Linked DNA regions of Ovis aries: region 1 is linked to region 2. Evidence: chromatin contacts called from public Hi-C data. All regions are on one chromosome and are shown on one strand. Each heading gives the region's core, a stretch centred on a gene start, on an enhancer-like site or on the middle of the called end of the contact. The rest is flanking DNA. Distances are from core to core; before and after follow the strand shown.

Evidence for each region. A called contact is a pair of places that touch in the nucleus more often than the background predicts.
Region 1: a contact with region 2 is called in a Hi-C map of liver, with 7 times the contacts expected there. The contact joins two enhancer-like sites. A contact is called at or near these places in 6 of 16 Hi-C or Micro-C datasets (blood, hypothalamus, liver and 2 more).

What each region holds. Positions count from the first base shown.
Region 1 is chr19:21,998,857-22,001,786 of ARS-UI_Ramb_v3.0, reverse strand. No RefSeq gene overlaps it. Among named protein-coding and RNA genes, the nearest start is that of SETMAR, 20 kb to the left of the region's middle. Within about 2 kb of position 1,541, at least 14 of the 54 cell types and tissues checked have an H3K27ac peak or open chromatin away from gene starts, as enhancers often do. A contact at or near this core is called in liver, where this site is marked.
Region 2 is chr19:21,723,994-21,727,064 of ARS-UI_Ramb_v3.0, reverse strand. The region is part of intron 5 of ITPR1 (inositol 1,4,5-trisphosphate receptor type 1); the gene reads left to right. Among named protein-coding and RNA genes, the nearest start is that of ITPR1, 130 kb to the left of the region's middle. Within about 2 kb of position 1,429, at least 10 of the 54 cell types and tissues checked have an H3K27ac peak or open chromatin away from gene starts, as enhancers often do. A contact at or near this core is called in liver, where this site is marked.

The DNA of each region.
Region 1 (2,930 bases), core at 292-2,791, 270 kb before region 2:
TTATCATACAGAATCTATCTGCACAAACTGACAGAGATATAAGTAGGCACAAACTGTTTTATTGGAACATTTTTTAACAATAGAAACTGAAAATAATCCAAATATTCATCAATAAGGGAATGCTTAAATAAATTAAGTCAGCTATTTAAAAAGAGCTAGATCTATACAGTACTTTCATGGGGCATGCAAAATATGTAAAATGAATAGCACTGATAATATGACTCCATTTTGTTTCATAAAAACCAAATATAAGTTGAATACATTGTGTATGATTTCTATGTGCCTCTATGTATTGGGTTGGCCAAAAAGTTCGGTTAGGCATTTTCAAAAACCTGACTGACCTTTTTACCAACCTAATACATATTGATGATCATCTGTACTCAATGTCTACCAACAGACATATGTATGATATGTGTTTGTAAATGCGTACAAAAAGTCTGGAAAGATACACTTACTGTTCATAATAGTTACCTCCTAGCACAGATTTGGGAGAAGGCACTGGCACCCCACTTCAGTACTCTTGCCTGGAAAATCCCATGGATGGAGGAGCCTGGTAGGCTGTGGTCCATGGGGTCACAAACGGTCGGACACGACTGAGCGACTTCACTTTCACTTTTCACTTTCATGCACCGGAGAAGGAAATGGCAACCCACTCCATTGTTCTTGCCTGGAGAATCCCAGGGACGGAGGAGCCTGGTAGGCTGCCATCTATGGGGTCACACAGAGTTGGACACGACTGAAGTGACTTAGCAGCAGCAGCAGCACACATTTGAGAGAAGACCAGAGTTCACAGAATGAAGGACACTTTGCATGTTTTTCAGAGTCCCTAGTTTTACCCGATGCATTTTATTGCTCTTATAATTAAAAAAAAAATAAAGGTTTTTCTAATGGAACTTGATGGACTTATTCAGTTCAGTTCAGTAGCTCAGTCGTGTCCGACTCTTTGCAACCCCATGAATCGCAGCATGCCAGGCCTCCCTGTCCATCACCAACTCCCAGAGTTCACTCAGACTCATGTCCATCAAGTCAGTGACGCCATCCAGCCATCTCATCCTCTGTTGTCCTCTTCTCCTCCTGCCCCCAATCCCTCCCAGCATCAGAGTCTCTTCCAATGAGTCAACTCTTTGATGAGGTAGCCAACTTATTAATAAGATACTTACTAATAAAGGCAGTAGAAATTCGGAAACTAATCAGAGTAATAAGATGAGAGATCATTCTAAAACCCCTCCTCCCTTCCAAAGGTTCTCATCTCCACTGGATAGGACAAATGCTTCAGATAAATTTTCCCTATGGAATAAACATTTGCACATTCTTCTTTATCTTTTCCTGCTTGCCTCCCCAAATCCACAGTACCCCTCAATGAAAGGTTCTCCAACTTTAGGGATCATTTGTACAAAAACAGCAAAAACCAAAACCAATCTGGCCACTAGAGGGGGAACATTACATATAAAACCATTTCAAGTTGCCATGGATGGAGGTACCAGGGCTGGCTCCAAAAGAGACCAACGCTAACAGCCCAGAAGCAGTAATCAACATGATTCACCCCTTGGCTTGCCTAATATATCCTGGAACAAGAGTTTGTTAATAAATACAAAACTACAAATGTGAATGTGGTTTCCACATTAATGAGGTGTTTTTTTTTTTTTTTCCTCCCCACCAAACTGAATATTTATAAATGTTCTGGAACGGAAGAAAATGCTAAGTTGGAAGCTGTCCTGAAACCACGTCTTAAGAAACAATACCCAGTTTTCAGTCCCTTGGCAGAGTTAGGGGTAGCGAGTAAGAAACCCACAAAGACCAGGGAATTGACTCTTATCAAAGAAGTCCTCCCATATACTTTTTCAGAGCACTATTTAACAAGCATGGTGCAGGACCCTTTTCCTTTCACTCTTCACACATGATCTCAGTCGTCTTATCAGCTGTGATTTTTTCATAAATTTGAGCTTGGTATGAATGAGCTGATAATGCACCCTTTGATCTTATTTCCAGCAGATTAATGTTTCCCACACTCAGCCTTCTCCTACCTCACCCCTAAAAATTTGCTTCTTTATGGAAAGATAATCACTTTGTAAAAACAAGCAGCATACCTTGGGAAAGAAAAGGATGTGAAGAAAAACATGTAGTCCTAACCTTGGAAGTCTCATTGCCGTATTGAAAATGATGTAAAACTGGCAAAGATTTGCAAGCAGATCACCCTATACTGGGACTTCCCTGGTAGCTCAGCTGATAAAGAATCCACCTGCAATGTGGGAGACCTGGGTTCACTCCCTAGGTTGGAAAGATCCCCTGGAGTAGGGCATGGCAACCCACTTGAATATTCTTGCCTGGAGAATCTCCATGGAGAGAGGAGCCTGGCAGGCTACAGTCTATGGGGTTGCAGAGTCCGACGTGACTAAGCACAGCATAGCACCCTATACTGATGTTTTTAACACTCCTGCCTTAATTCTACCTTTTCTAAAAGTATTTCCATTTAATCTTCAAAATCTGAAAAACAAACTGGTTAAGGAACTTGCCTAAAGTCACATATCAAGCAACCAGTAGGAGAACAATTTAAACGGAGACAGTCTGGCTCCAGGGTCATTCTTAACTACTGTCATTTGTAACTACTAAGCCATTCCACCTCCTCTATCTTTGCCTTTTTTCTCCTTGAGGCTACCTTTCACCCCAGTAATCTCCCCTCCTCAATCCACCCCTCCCCACCCCAAACTTAATTTAAAACCACAGATCTAGTGATGTGGTAGAGAGAACTGAAGTCACAAAAACGGTGTGAGTCCTGGTCCTGCTTCATTCAGCTATGTCACCTGAATGCCTCGCAAACACCGAGTCCTAGCTTCCTAAGTGCACAGTGGGAATACTAACCAAAAATAACCAAAATAATTGCTTCTTCCCAAGATCATCTGCAGATCAAATTAGATCATATACATAAAACA
Region 2 (3,071 bases), core at 180-2,679:
GCTGACTAAGAAATAGAGGTAGTGACACAGCTGTGGCAAATACTATTATAGGGCAAACCACCAAAGCTTCGTGAGCTCCTAGAAAGAGCTTCACTGGTGGCTCAGTGATAAACAATGCACCTGCAATGCAGGAGACGCACGTTCGATCCCTGGTTTGGGAAGATCCCCTGGAGGAGGGCATGGCAACTCACTCCAGTATTCTTGCCTGGAGACAGAGGAGCCTGGAGTCCATCAGGTTGCAAAGAGTCATAAATGACTGAGGCGATTGAGCACTCAGAAGGAGCTCCCAAATCTTCTCGTGTGAATAAGGATGAGTGACATGGTAGTCAGGGAGGACTTCCTGGAGGAAGAGGAGGTGACAAGCCTCACAATGAGGCATCTTTGGCAGTGAGAGGGTAGGAGAAGGAAAAAAAGCAGAAAGAAAGAGATCACTTTGGAGGCTTCCAGGACTGCATCATTGTTTTAACAGTTTTAGAGCAGATATTCTCAGCCTCAGCAGACCCATTTCTCCCTCTGAATAGCAAATATTATTAATATGTGCCTGTATGAACTGGAAATAAAAGTTATAAATAATATAGCCTCCCAAGATGCCAAAGTTTGAACATGAATCATAAAGGTAAAATAAAAGGAAAGGTATTTTATTAAGTTACTGCTCAGGCACCATCATTCTAGAGGACATAAGAAAATAAATGCTTGTACCTGTTTGTATAAACCCCATGAATAAGGAAGCTAAAGACCGTGGCTGATGTAGGTCTCTAGTTCCAGTGGCCCAAAAAGCATGTTTTCTATAAGGTGATTTTTCAAAATGGTTAGCATTTCTTCATAATGTTACGAAGAATGCATAGCACACTCTTCTCTTTATTAAAGAACACTCCCATTTTTGGGAAATTGTTAATAATAACATTAATTAAACCATGCAAAACTGTGCTTTGTGGGAATGTGTAAAGTGGAGTTAGGGACTTGGCTCAGAAATGGCAGGTAGCCGGGACTTCCCTGGTTGCCCAGTGGTTAAGACTCTGCCTTCCAATGCTGGGGGGGTGCACGTTTGATCCCTGGTCAGGGAACTAAGACCCCCCACATGCCACATTGGGCAGCCAAAAACTTAAAAAGATAAGTAAATAAATAAAAAGACATTGCAAAAACCACAGAGTTGAAAACTGCAATCCTAAAAGTGACCGAGAACTTTGAACTCCTTACTAAAACAAACAACAAATGTTCTCTTTCATGCTGTGTTCTTGCTTTAAATAGATTTTAAAAGGAAACCAGTGCTGTCCCCTGATTTAGGATTACTGACGTGACTTTTGGGTCTTAGTTACTCTGTGCAGTTCCTACTTTCCTTGCTTAGTTGGACATTTTTTCCCCCTCATGTCTGAAAACCATTCACATGTTCTAGTGTCGTCATTAAAATGCTGTATTTTGGGAAGCTGCTTGCCTTTGGGGGTGGATGGCTGGTCTCTAGGGGGTTTTCATTTTTATTTTTGTCAACTACTGTGGAGCACCCCAATCAAAGGTCAGATTATTTTAAATTAATGCCATTTAAGGAATTAGTTGTCTAGACCACTTTGACTTCCTTTTGCCTAGGCTATGCAACATGCCACCAGCTCTCTGAAGGACAATGACATCTAGTGGCTGGTCGCTGTGTGTGTCTGTTCTTCCATAGAGAACTGGATGCTAACCCCCCTGGTCATGATTTCCCAAGACTCTTGGCAGAATGAGGTTCCCCTACCCTTAGCAAATCATGTAATTTGTTCTTCGGGCCTTGACTACATTTCCTGACAGCGTTTCTGTCTGTTACCTTGAAATAGCACCTACATTGTTTTGGTTCTGAGAAATGATCTGTTACTTTAAGCTGGGAACAACCAGAGGAGTGATGAGTCTTTATTGTCTTTTGAAGCCTGGGTCCTGCATTGCTTATTTTCAGAAGCCTTAATTCAATATCATGTTATGTAATTCAGAGGGTTTTTTTGACCTTAAATAACCTTTCCCCACTGCTCCAGTGACCTCTCTGTGGTAATGTAATAATGGTTTCTCTATTTCTGAAATAAAATAACAGGTGACTGTGATGGGATTGGCCTTGATGTTGCTTAGGGAAACAGAGTAATGTCCATGGTGAATAATGGTGGTAGAGAGCATAGCATAGAGTGCCATTTCTTCCTTAGAAATTCGGAACTGTCCTCAAGTCATTGTGCAAGGAAAAGAGCAACAAGTACTGGATTTATTGGGATTCTTAAATATTGAAAAGGTAACACATTTAAGGTGGCTTTTTGTTTACTCTTATTTGTAAATTAATTTTTACTGGAGTGTAGTTGCTTTACGATGTTGTGATAGTTGCTACTGTACAGCAAGGTGAATCAGCTATAGGTTTTCGTATATCCCCTCTTTTCTGGATTTCCTTCCCATTTAGGTCACCACAGAGCACTGAGTAGAGATCCCTGTGCTGTGCAGCAGGTTCTCATTAGTTACCTATTTTACACTCGGCAGTGTATGTATGTCAGGCCCACCCTCCCAATTCATCCCACTCTGCCTCCCCACCCTTAGTGTCCATACATTTGTTCTCTACATCTGTGTCTCTGTTTTGCTCATAAAGCTTTCTAAAAACCCAGGCTTCTTGCCATGGAGATAGGATGAAGATGCTTCTGAAAAAATGACATGTAAGTATTGTAAGAAGTGAATTTCAAAAACACATGAGTAAGCAAAGGGGAAAAAAATGGTATGCTCTCTAAATCTTACACCTCAAAGATAATCTTGGTTTTGTATTTGGTGTGTGTCCCAGTCTCCAACCTCCTATTATTCCTGTATCTCTGTATAAAGTATTAATGGGGACATGCCGTCTCACTTCTCTTTCTTTCACCTGCTTATTTCCCCACTTACTATGTCATGAATAAACAAGTAGCTCTGTATTTTTCATGGCTACTCGATAACTCCATGGTATAGCAGTACTGTAATTTTAGATAGACAATCCCTATGGAGTTCAGAAATACTTAGGATCCTGGCAATTTTTTTCCATTCTGGCGGGGGGGGGTGGGGGACGTGGTTATGGCCTCGTGTGCATGCCTGTTTACTTCTTAGAA